Linked DNA regions of Sus scrofa: region 2 is linked to region 1. The links are chromatin contacts, called in public Hi-C maps. All regions are on one chromosome and are shown on one strand. The core of a region is the stretch at or near the end of the contact, and the rest is flanking DNA. Distances in the headings are between cores, read along the strand shown.

What was found. Hi-C and Micro-C count contacts between places; a contact is called where the count stands out from the background.
Region 2: a Hi-C map of liver shows a contact between it and region 1, with 2.8 times the contacts expected there. A contact is called at or near these places in 1 of 5 promoter capture datasets (liver) and 6 of 47 Hi-C or Micro-C datasets (fetal liver, liver and skeletal muscle).

The regions. Positions count from the first base shown.
Region 1 is chr3:127,946,836-127,953,269 of Sscrofa11.1, forward strand. No RefSeq gene overlaps it. Among named protein-coding and RNA genes, the nearest start is that of ID2, 450 kb to the left of the region's middle.
Region 2 is chr3:128,196,159-128,202,592 of Sscrofa11.1, forward strand. No RefSeq gene overlaps it. Among named protein-coding and RNA genes, the nearest start is that of RNF144A, 670 kb to the right of the region's middle.

The sequences.
Region 1 (6,434 bases), core at 1,041-3,540:
TCATCAGAAGAGTCAAAGTCAACTCTATTTACACACACACACAATCTCAGTGGTCTTGGACATTAATTAACCTGGAACTATTTGGTTTTTCTACCTTTGTTTATTTTATTAAACTTACTGTGATGCCACTCCCACTTTTCCTTGCTCGCTGACCTCTTATGTGACATTAGAACTGAGTAACAACTTATTCTCATTTCCTCCTCGTCCCTCACACCTTCTTTGTTTCCCGCTTGCCTTAATTTCCTCTTCCACAAGTTATTTAAGCCCATTTAAAAGAGGAATATAATTCAGCAATGAGATAATACTTTAAATATCCTAAAGCACATCGTTTTCAAGTCTCAGAATGATGGTGACCGCCTCTATTGGCAATCGCTTTAGGAAATAACCCTCCTGTCTGCTGCCTTCCTACCAAATCTCAGGATTCAGAGCAGCCCCCCTTGCCCAGAGTTGGGAGGACTCCTTCTCCAGCCCATGGCAGCTCTGTTGTGACAGCTGTCTTGCTGCATTATAAATACATATTTTACAGAACTCCTCCCTCCAAACGGGTTAGTGACCACCTTTATTTTCACGTTCCAAGTCCAGCATGCTAGTGACTGAGGCAGAGACAGTCCTCAGCAAATATTTATGGAACGAAGGAATGTGTGAGCCACAAAAATAATTGGGGGAAATAGCACCAAAATAAAGGGATAGCCTCTGAACAAATCTGTAAAAGAAGCAAGGATGCTTTAGTGATGTGACCGTGTTTGGGTTTGAAGACCTCTGCTTGCTTGCATGCAGCTTGGCCCAGCCCACCCCCCACCCCCGGCGGCCTCCCCCAAGCCCAGCATGGATTCAGGGCCCAGAGCAGAGCAGGCTCTGTGCCTTGAGGGTGAGATTCTGGAAGTCAGCTGAAGGCACTGCTGTTGGAGAGCTGTTGCAAAGGGCTCAAGTGTGGGCTCAGTGCTGAAAAGTGTATTTGCAAGGTGTTTACTGGCTGCCTGTTCCTCCAGATGCACGAGGATCTGCTGCTGCTCCATCTCCTTCTGAGAAAAAAATGATGGGGCGGGGTTGGGGGCAGGTCAGGGGGCAGGGGCTCTACTACTTCTCTGAGCCCGAGTTGGTGACAGCAGTCTTGTCTTATAATAACAGAACAAGAAGTGCTTTTCCACCTACTCGAGTTATTTCATTTGAATCAGCCCTTCCCTATAGGAAAGAACCTGTCGGAATTCCGTTCTTCCACCTCTGAAGGAGGTTCCCAAATTCCCGTATATCCTGGGTCCTAAGTCTTACACTGAGGCAGAGAGACCAGGTCTGTGAGCATCTTTTCTCCTGGGTGAATATTTTATGATTCTGAGGGGGCCAAAGTGACCTGCCCCAAAGAAGCACTGAGACTGCGTGCCAGCTCTCAACTGAGAAAGGGCCGTGGAAATCCACTAGTATGCAGGCCACTGGCTTTGACCCTGAGGTCAGTTTGGGGTCATTCTTGAATGCTGGGGTTTCTTGGAGAAATCTTGCTTTTCTTGGTCAATGTAAGCTCACAGCTACCATTAACTTTGTTCTTTCTTTCTTTCTTTTTTTTAAATTAAGGTGAAATTCCCATCACATAAAATTAGCCATTAACCATGTCAAAGTGTGGAATTCAGAGGCATTTAGTCCATTCACAATGTTGTGCAACCACCATCTCTCTCTAATTCTGGAACATTCTCATCACCCCAAAAGGAAGCCCTGTACCCATTAATCAGTCACTTCCCCAGCCCCTTGCCCCCCTGAAGACCACTATTACATGACTCTTAGCTTTTGCATCTTAATACAGTGAGTGTTAGAAACAATTTCTTGCAGTCCTTTTGTTTTACTTGAAAAAAATGTATCAAATACATTCTGTGCCAGGCACTGCGCTGAAGCCATAATATACTTCACTCATTTAATCCTGGAAGCAACACGATAAAAGTTACTCTCTTCCTTCCTACTTTACAGGGGAAGAGAAAGAGGCAGAGGGTAGTCTAGTGACATGGTGACAGTCACACAGCTTGAGGGGGCAGAGGCAGGGCAGAAGCGCGCTTGCTCTTACAGGCTTGAATCTCTGTGTTCTGTCCTGATGCTGTGCCAACCCCTACTCCGGGGGGCCCTGCCTCTTCCTGCGGCCACAGAACTACCTTCCTTTCCACTGACCACAGGAGCCGTTCAATTCTTGGCCTCCTTCTGATATCGTTCTGAGGCTTTGCGAGCTCTGGGCAACGGAAGAAAGATCCAGTGTTAACATCTGTGTGGTAATTTTCCATGACTATCTCAGATGGCCGAAGACATGACTGCTATTTTCTGGATCACGACATCTTTCAGGCTTCAGACTGACCCCTCTGGACAAACAGGGCTTAGGTAAGAGTCCAAACGCTTCACAACATTCTTTTGGAAGTTGAGCAAAGCTGGAAATTTTGTCAGTGAGAAACAACCCAAGTTCATGGCCAAACAGTAATGTGTTTGTTTAACCTTGGGGGGGGTATTTTTTTTAGTTATAAAGCTTGATGTCATTGTAACCCTTCCCCTGGCTGAAAAGGCCACACAAAACCTGGTGGGACCCCGGGCTGAAAATGTGAAAACATTCTGTGTGGGTGTGTGTCAATACACATCTCTTTAGTGTATTTTAATTTTACTGTAAATGTAGACACATGGGTCATGTGAATACATAGGCCTCATTCCTTTCAAATTTCATTGTGACAGGAGCTACTGTTTGTAGCTATTTCTCCGACATTAACAGTTTTCTTCTGGTAAAACAAAGGCAGCTTTGAAGACAATGTATAGAATCAGAGAAGCATCACCGTTGTGGGAGGGTTCGGATTGTGTCTGGTGGTTGTTTAGGAAGGATTCGGGGAGGGAGCATTTGGGCTGCATCCTGTCGTGTGGGGAGCTGGGGTCCCTGCGCGCTCGTGGACCCCACCCCTACCGGAGGCCCCCGGGGTGATAAAGGTGTCAGATGCGTTGGGCTCACGGGATGTGAATAATCCCGGAGCCCCTTGCATGTCGTACCTCCTGTGATCCTCACCACACGCCCATGGAGGGGGTGCTGTTATCACCCCCATCTTACAGAGGAGGAGACTGAGGCCCAGGGTGCCCAGGCCCACTGCCAGCACTTGGAACAAAGCTCTCCATCAGCTTCCTTCTGCTTCGATAAAACCAAGGAAATGAAGTCAGACTTTGCTGCTGGATCTTCTGTTCAGTCTCCACGGGCAGAGCTGGGAGGGTCCTAGGGGCTTCCATCCAGCCCTGGTACCTGTCGCCCAGGGTGGCCCCGGAGCCTTTGGAGGGCCTAGGCGGTCTGGCCCCAGAGACACAGGGCTTGGAGGAGCCTGTACAAACATTATCTTCTCTATGCGGTTGGTTTTCACCTTATGGAGAAATAGATGCTTTCCATCCTATCTGGCCTTCTCTTCTCCCGCTGTGATGACAAGCATGGACGTTGAATTCTATACTATCTCAAAGAAATGGAGCCTTGTACGTCCTCAGAGCACATGCGGTTTTAGTACAACGTGATGCGTGGCCTTTAAAGGAGAGCCTCAGGGTCAAGAGGTGGGCAGACGCATGGCTTGGGGTCCTCAGGGGTGAGGACCAGCGCTGGCCAGGAAAGTTCTCATCCTCACGTCTGCTGCCATTTTCAGCCCTGTGAGCTGGCCTTCTGCTCACGTCAGGGGTCTGCCACAAGAGGGTAAAGGAGAAGACATACAGAGGAGAAAGGCCAGTGAGAGAAACAGCCCAGGATTCCAGTGCCTCGCTTATGGCCAGTAGGACAGAAATGCAGCCCAGTTAAGTATAAAAGGCTTGGGTCTGCTCTGGGTGAGACCAAGATAACAAACAGGTTTAGCCTGATGTCACAGGTCTAACCCTAACCCAAACCCGAACCTGAACCCTAAGACGAACCGTAACCCGAACCTGAACCGTAAGTGGAACCATCACCCTGACCAAAGCCCTGGACGATGGGTGTATGGAAAACTTGGATGAAAAGGATTTTAAGGCTGGGGCGCCAGTGGACAAGCACAGGACGGGGCGGCCTGGGACGTTGGTGGTGAGTTGGCAAGAGCTAGAAAAGAGGCAGCGTGCACCTTGCACGAGTGACCAGGTGATGGACGAGAGGACTTATTAGTTCCTACTGAAAGTGCACCCGAGACCTTTCACAGATGTTAACCTGTAATTCTTCTAACCACCCTATGAGATATTTGTCATTGGGTTCTTTTCCAGATGAGGTCATTGAGAACTTTCAAAAAGCTGAAGGAACTGGTCCAAAGTTTCAGGGCGGTTCGGTGGCAGAGCCCGAGTTTGACCTCACGTCTGTCTCTCTCCACCACACCCTGTTGGCGGCCTTTGGAAATCAGCTGCCTTTTCTGTTGAAAAGTTGCTCATGTTCCCGACAGTCTTTAGTTCCGGTGCTGACCTAGGGCATTTTCTGATCAGCAGATGCTCATTTTAGTCTGGACATAGAGAAAATCTCCAGTAGAAATCCAAACTGGGGGATAATAGAGGAACTGGACATTCTGCCTTTTCTCTGACAGTATTTTGTCACCCTTCAGAGTGACAAACTGGGAAAAGATGTTCGGCTCATTGAGAAGCGGAAAACACCTTACTTTTACCTGGAATATCCAGGGCCCCATCTTTATACATTTGTTTCAATAAAGCCTGAATTACTGGGGCAGTTGGCTTCTGGTTCATTATCCCCCATGTCATGTTCAAGCATGGTCCAGGGAAAATGAGAGAATCTCATCCTTTTGCTTCTTATCTCCATTCCCCACAGTGGAAAAAGGAAAGAAAAGAAAAGAAAAGGCTGGTTTTGGTCCTGGCTGGTAACTGAACTGTCCAAATCTGCACTGAACTTGGCTGACGGTGGTTCCAGCTTTATTCATGAATAATCAACAGTCACATCTGGATTCACATATTTACCTAAATGTAGACAAACCCAAATTATCTTGGATCTGCCTGATGTATTTCTATCCGATGCTGTATTTTTTTTCCCTAAATATCTCCCCCCACCATCTCACGCCTCCACATTTCTCTTTTCTCCAAAGACTTAACAACAAAAATATGTGCCTCCTTTCCCCCTAACGTTCTCCACCCAAGTAACGAGTGTAAGGGGAGAAATATACCCTCTTTTCCTCTAAAGTGATTTAATGCAAATTCTCACATACACGTGACAAGCAAAATATCAGAACATCTTAAAACAGTGAGACCTTCAGCGAGAGCATGTTTTAACGTCTCCTTTTACATGAAGACTGAAAAAGATCGTCTCTGCACCAAATAAGGAGCATGCCTTCAGGCTCACACACACGCACACCCAGCCCTGCTTTCCACTACGCCCCCTCCTTTTTTTTTTTTTTTTTTATTAGAAAACACTTGAAACTTATCATGTGCAGCAGATGGGAGTAGAAAATGCAACTTGAAGACAGTTATATAAATATATCCTTGATGTCTGTTTTGCTTTTCAATTTGCAACGAAAAGTACAAAGGTAGAGCTGCATGCCAGCAAGGGCCGCCTGTGTCTCTCGATATCCATTCCAGATGTTGGCTAGACTTCGTGGAGCCAGGCTTATGGCACTGGGGCTGGAGCCGAGGGTCTCCCTCTCCAGGTGTGATGCCTCATGCTGATCCCCCCACATGTTCCTGGCCTTGTCCAAACACTCTGAACTCCAGGAGGACAGCCTCCTCCACCCCCCACCCTCCTCCTGACTCCAATTTACCTTCCCTGGTGCCTGGCTCTCTAGGAGGAGCTGAGGGGTGTAGAGTCTGGGTCACGTCTTCTTACTTATCACCTTGACTTTTCAAAAATGAGAACCTTAGAAAGGAAAAAAAATAAAGTGAAAAGGAAAGAACATCCAGAAAGGAAAAGGAATAAAAAAGGGAAAGAAAAAAAAAAAAAAAAGGAATCTTGATGGAGTTTGCAAACATCGTGTGCCAGCCCAGGAGAGGGTCTCTGCGCCTGCTCATTACTGTGCTTCATGAAAGGCTGGGCTATTTGACCCCTGGGCCTGGCAGAGCACTAATGGCCCTCTCTGTTTGCACATGCTTGTAAAGGATTTTACACCGTAATATGTTCGCTTCCTGATTAAACAGGGCTAAGCACAGAAGTGTATCATAAATCTTGCAGGCGCCAACTTCATTTATCTGAACATTGGTTACTGTCTAGTGAAGGTAAACACATGACAAGGGCATTTATTACGATGTATGGGACCACAGAGCAGTGCTATTAACACATGCCCCTTGTCCCTTCGTCTGAGCTGTACCCTGACTTTGAGAGAGAGCCTGTGGCCTTTCGTCTCGCGGCGCAGACCAGGTGCATCTTGGGGAAGGTTCTTGAAGAGTGAGCACAAAGAAAGAATTTCAGGTAAAAGATTATTAGACAAAACCGGCAATCACTAATTCCCATCCCCCCACTCCCCAGGCAGTTCTGGGCACCAAAGAGTAGTTGGGACCACGTG
Region 2 (6,434 bases), core at 1,188-3,687, 250 kb after region 1:
TGAGGCGACGAGTTAAGAAGCGTGTATAAAAAGAGGTTTAAACAGCAGACGCGTGCCGTTTCTGTGCACCTAGGGAGGGAGGTTAGGAATACTAAGAAACGGGTCTTTATTCTGCAACAGCCTCTCTCTCCTTCTGTCTTTCTGATTACCTTAAATATTTAAGCTGCAATTGTGTTAGGTGAGTTTCATTTAATTAGCAAGATGATTCCTTAAAATCCATGCCACAATGCTCTCTGAGTGTGTATGCTGAGACTCACTTAATCCACATTTCCAGTTCCTTCATACATTTGAAAACAGACCATGATACTGGTCTTTCAGTTCTAGCGTTTTCCCGATGGCCTTTGGGCAAACGATCAGTTCTATTCCGAAAAGCCTCAGAGGCCAGAATCAGAGCCTGTGGTTCCCAGTTGGCAGTGGGCACAGAGTTTCTATTTTGCTTTCTCCTATTTCACCTGGGGCATCATAAGCACCTGCTCACAACACAGAGGGAGGTAAGTGTGACCCCACGCCTGGTGTGGCGACCTGTACACTAGGATCCAGAGAGCAGAGGTGAAACTGTGCTTCCTGCACTCAGGCGCCTCCTAGGTTAACGGAGAAACTGCTCTGGAAGGCAATAATTAAACTATGTGGTTATAATGCTATGCTAAACATTCCTTATTTCCATGATGTCACTGGAGTCCCCTCCCCCAAGAGGAATGAGTCGTAAAGGCCGTGCTGACCAGTCCGTCCCACATTCTGATTCCTAGAATTGTAGGTGCAGGGCAGGAGTGAGGGGTCGCCATAGACCCCCCGAGCTTGGAGCCCAGGGTGTGCGGTCAGGAAGGTGACCATGACCGGGAGACAGAGATCTCCCTCTGCCCTGCTCTTGACGGATCCTTTCTCACTTGTCAGCCATGGTCCCTCAAGACGTCACCTCTCTGAGGGCTGCTGTGAGAATTAAGTGGAAGGACACAGGTGGCATGGCCGGCCAAGCCTGCCAACCAGTAACCATCCGCTGTATTCCTCGTTCCAAATACAGAGCAAGGTCCTTGAAGAGTGGGTCCCAGCCATCCCCCTTTGTCAAAGGGATGCTGCATGCAGCGGTTACAAGGCACTGAGAGGGACTTCACACCATGGCACGGTGGGTTAGGAATCCGATTGCCACTGCTTAGGTCACTGCAGAGCTGTGGGTGCGATCCCTGGCCTGGCACAGTGGGTTCAAGGATTCAGTTCCTGGCCTGGGAACTTCCATATGCCATGGGTGCAGCCATTAAAAAAGCAAACGAAAAAGAGTAACTGATGGGGTTCAAACCCTAGCCCCTCCCGGACAAGCTGTGTGTACGCGTTCCGAGGTTTGTTTCCTCACATATGTCCAAGATGTGGAAAATAGCTGCCTTTCTGTCCCAGTGTCAGGAAGGCAACATGGGTCAATACACACAGAGCATACCTCAGTGTCTGCCCAGGCCAAGAGCCACTGCCTCCACTATCGCACACATTGGTGTGTGGCCTCTTCCCCTTGCACAAATCACCTTTATTAGAGACCCTCTGACTGTCGTGGGACAGACCGGGACCCATCCGTGCCTTCGTCCTCACCTACCCATGGGGCCGCTTTGGGGTGGAATTCCACCCAGACCGCCGCTGTCTGTGGACACAGAGCTTCCTCTGGCCAGGACTGACGAAGGATGGCAGTGGATCTCGCTCCCCTCATTTGGTCTCTGGTGTTGTGCTGGGAGACACGTTAAAAGTGGAAGCTTGTCCAGGCCCCTCATTTCCTAAGGAGAGAGAGGCAGAGACCTTGAGAAGGTAGGGGAGTTTGTCTCCGGGCGGCCAATGTGAGAACCTGGGCTGGAATCCATGCCTCATGTCCTGGCTGCTGCTCTTTCCAGAACATGTTAAGAGGCAGCAGAGTAAACGGAAAGACCATGAACTTGGAGTCAGCAGGCCGGGTCCAAATCTTGGCTCCTCCGATGTGTCACCTGACCGTCTTTATCCAATACAGAGAGATATTAACTCCTTTCTCACGGAGCTGCTCTGAGGATTAAACAAGGTTCTGTGTGTGAAAGCACCTGGCTTGAAGCAGGTGCTTAATGAATGTTCGTTTCTTCCCCATCACGGTGGAACTTGTATATTTATAGATGCGTGGAAACAGGAGGGAGACCAGAAATAACAAAGGCTCCTGATGGAGCAGCTGGCCCAGAGCCTGCACTCAGAGGTGTGCACAGGTGAGTGCCTTAAGGCGGCGACCCAAGCAGATACTCAGCATTGGAGCAAAGAGCCAGGGGATCTCTGTCTTTTTTTTTTTTTTTTTCCAGGAACACAAACGAACTGGCTAGGATGCTGTGGGAAAGGAGAGGTGGGTTGTGAAACCCACAGGTGGCCCTGAGCATGGCGGTGACGAGAGTCAATGTCAAGGCTGTTTTCCTCTGGGCCATGCCCACCGCCAGGTTCACGGGGCCCTCCGCCAAGTCAAACAGGGCTCTGCGCAGTCAAAGCTGCACTTGCTCCAGGCGCTCCCGGGGACCAGCTTAGGACTCTGGGGTCAAACGTTCGCCCCCTGTCAATGGGAGGCCATGCACCTGTGTGGCTGTAATGCCCGCTGAGAAGCCAGCCCCTCTGTTCCCCCCAAAGCTCCCAGGTTTGCATATTCTTTAAAGCATTGAGCACTCAGTGAACGCCAAGCCCTCAGCCAAGTCTAAACATTTGCCTTGGCACTGGGCCATCCTAACACAGGGCCCCAGCGTTGTCCCAGGCTGACGCGCCTTAAAAGAGCTGCACGAGTTGAAATTCAGTGGGATCGTAAATATGCCAGGTAGACAGTTGAATCTGAAGATTAGAATCAAAGGGTGAGTTATTCAATCCAAGAAAAAGTCACGAATAAGCAAACCAGCATCCTGGGAGCCCGACCACACTTAAAAAGTCTTCCCTTCACGAATGGCCTGCTTGGTGCCCACACTCCGTTGTGCCCGCCTGCTTCGCGCTCATGACAATTAGTAGATATTATGCCTCTTTGCTGAGGCCTGAACTGAGGCTCCCAGCTGTGTTATAGCTGACTTAGCACAAGGTCAAGGAGCTAACATGTGATGGGGCCAGGGTTTAAGTAAGATGGATTTCATTGAATAAAAGAAAAAAGCTTAAGTTGTTTTTACCATATTCATGCTAAGAAACCAAGGTAAGTCAAAAAGAGATTAACTATCCTCATGAGATAAGAGGCTTAACAAAAAATGAAGGGACGTGTGGACTTCTCATTTAGCAGTCTGGTTTGCAGGCTCCTTACCTTAGCGAGGGCAGGAGACAGAAATTCAGGCTTCAGTTTATGGTCTCCAGTTCTTCTTCATATAGCCTGTGTCCTTGCCAACTGGATTATTGTCCAAATGCTCCCCAAGGCTTTTCACGGTGCCTTTGCCTTGCTGTTCCTTCTGCAAAGAATGTCTTTCAGATCTCTGATGCTTGACATCTTAACCAGCCTAATTCTCCCGCCTGCAAGACAGAACTCTCTCTCTTTTTAAAAGATTACTATTTTTTATTACAGTTGACTTACAATGTTGTGCCAATTTCTGCTCTACAGCACAGTGACCCATGTGTATATATTTATGTCTCATACTGTCTTCCATTATGATCTAACCCAAGAGATTGGATAAAGTTCCCGTGCTGTGCAGTAGGACCCCCTTGCTGATCCATTCTAAATGCAGTAGTTTGCATCTACAGATCCCCAGCTTCCAGTCCATCCCACTCCCTCCTTCCCTCCCCCAGCAATCACAGACCTCTGGCTCTTGCAGGTCATTCAGAGAGCGACATGCTCAGTTTTTTTGGGCCCCCCTCTTGGTTAGAGTATAGGTTCCTGAGTTCTGCCTCTGGAAATTCTGATTTCCTAAGTCTAGAATGGACCCCCCCAAAATCTATCTAAATCAACACTTAGGTGATTCTGGTGCCGAAGATCCATGAGCCAAGCATCGAGGAACACACGCCTAAGTTTATGGAGTCTCTCCCATTCGAAACATTGCAGTTTTTCTTCTTTTAGTCGTTGCTACGCATTTTTTCTTACCTCTTTAGGCTTGATGTGGGGGCTGCATCTTATCAATTTTTTTATTCTCCTAGTGTCAGACACCTAGTAGAGACTTCATAAATAGTTATTTAACTGAATTTATTGCCATTTTTATTAAAAAGAAAGTATTTGGTGAATATTATTTTGGTGCCCTTTCCCCCTCATGGCAGGTGAAGTGTAATTTGGGGGAAGCTTTAGGGGGAATAAAGATCACAGCTATGGAGACATGGGAAAATAAGGATGATGGAGAGAAGCATCAGTGAGGAAATTCTTTCACCTCCCAGGGGATAAATAAGGTGAACCCAACCTTGATATTTTGAGAGGAAATGGAAAAGCTTCCAGGAAGCAGGCTTTAGCACTCTCTTTTGATGCCAGCTGACTTTGAAGGATATTCAACCCTGGCTGGTTTGGAATCTACCTGGCAAGGAGAGACCGAATTACCTTGATTGTTTTGGGCCATTGGACCCTAACAGGCTGAGATACAACCATTTAAGTCTCTCAAAAGTTTATACATCTACACTTTCAGATAAATGAATGTATCTGCAAAAATTTCCAATACAATCGCCTATGTAGGGCCCCAGCTCAAAGCCTGCCAAAGTCCATGTGCATTTAAAGTCACTAAATTCAGGAGTTCCCATCATGGCTCAGAGGAAATGAATCTGACTGGTATCCATGAGGACGCAGGGTCGATCTCCAGCTTTGCTCAGTGGGTTAAGGATCTGGCAGTGCCGTGAGCTGTGGTCTAGGTCACAGAGTGGCTCGCATTCCATGTTGCTGTGGCTGTGGTCTAGACTGGCAGCTATAGCTCCAATTCAATCCCTAGCCTGGGAACCTCTATCAGCCGTGGCGTGGCCCTAAAAAGGCAATAAATAAATAAATAAATGAAGTCGCTTAATTCAGAGTTCATAAGGGAATCAGAGGCTTAGCAGAGGCTAACATATTGCAGTTTTGGGAATCCAGTCTCTTTGTGGTGGGCTTTAGAAACCTCAGCCTAAGTCACCAGCACTTCTTCCCACATCCTCGTCCTCTTCATCCGGAGGACGAATCCACGGGGGACTGTGATCTGAGTGTGTTGCATGCATCCCTACAGGACTGTTCCTTTGTTGTGCCTTCTCCAGGCCCCAGGAACTTTCCTTCACTCAAATAGCTAGGCCATCTTCTCCCTCCTTCCATCGTTTCTCCTCTTGCTCTACCTCTTAGAATAACTTTTAAATTACAATACTAGAGGCACTCAAAGCATCTTTCTCTTCCCTAAGATTACTCCATAGAGAGGGTCTAGTGAGGGCATTGCTAGGAATTAATTTGTAGTCATAGAACCAAGATATAAGCCTCCACTGTGGGTGGACTATAACATAACTTCTTTCATTTACTTGGTGTGAAAGGGGACCATAAATGCTGCATTTTCTGTTTCTTAAACGTTCAACAGAAGCCATTTTTGGCTTTTACTATCTCACTGGATGCCAGAGATCCTGGAGGAAGAGTGGAGAAACATGGGCTTGGAGTCTTGGGTATTTACAGCTCCCAATATTTACTCTGAGATTCTTCTAGGTGGATGTGTTGGGGCCACAACTCAGTGACTCTTCAATCTTCTATTCATTAAGCAAGAACAAACAAACAAAAATGAATACCTATTCTGTACCAGGCACTCTGAAAATTGCTGGGAAATGTGATTTTTTTTAAAGAGTTTAAAGAACTCATAATCTATGGGGAAAAATCTAATAAAATGAAACATTTTGATAAAACCAGACCATTGTTCCAAAGGGGGTACGGGTAAGGCTCAGGGACCTAGGAGAAAAGCCCTCCATGGGTCTCTGGCCTGGCTGTGGAGAGTGAGGGTCCTGAACCCAGACTGGCTGGGCTGAAATCCTGACACTTATTTCTCTTTGATTTTTTTTTTTTTTTTGACCACATTGGTGGCATATGGAGGTTCTCAGACAAGAGACTGAATCTGAGTCGCAGCTGTGACCTATGCCACAGCTGTAGTGACGCTGGATCCTTTAACCCACTGCCCTGGGCTGGGGATCGAACCCGTGCCTTCACAGCAACCTGCACCGCTGCAGTCAGATTCTTAACCTACGGAACCATGGTGGGAACTCCAGCTCTTTGCGTTTGTACTAGTTCCTTACCTCTCTCTGTCTGGTTTCTCATCTGAAAATTAAGGTCAGTAATGGCCCACCCCACATGGGGCTGTGTGAGGATTGCATGAGTTCATGTTGGTCAAGTATAGGAGGAGTGCATGGCGTATTTTAATTCCTTCTGCTAGTGTACAGTAATGCCGATTTCAGCCTGCGTGACTGTCAACAGCACACATGTCTATCAACAGCCTTTCATACCTTCGACACCACACTTTTGAACTTCCTGCAAACTCAACCGAAAAGGAATATAAACGGCCACACCAAATATGGCGGTGATG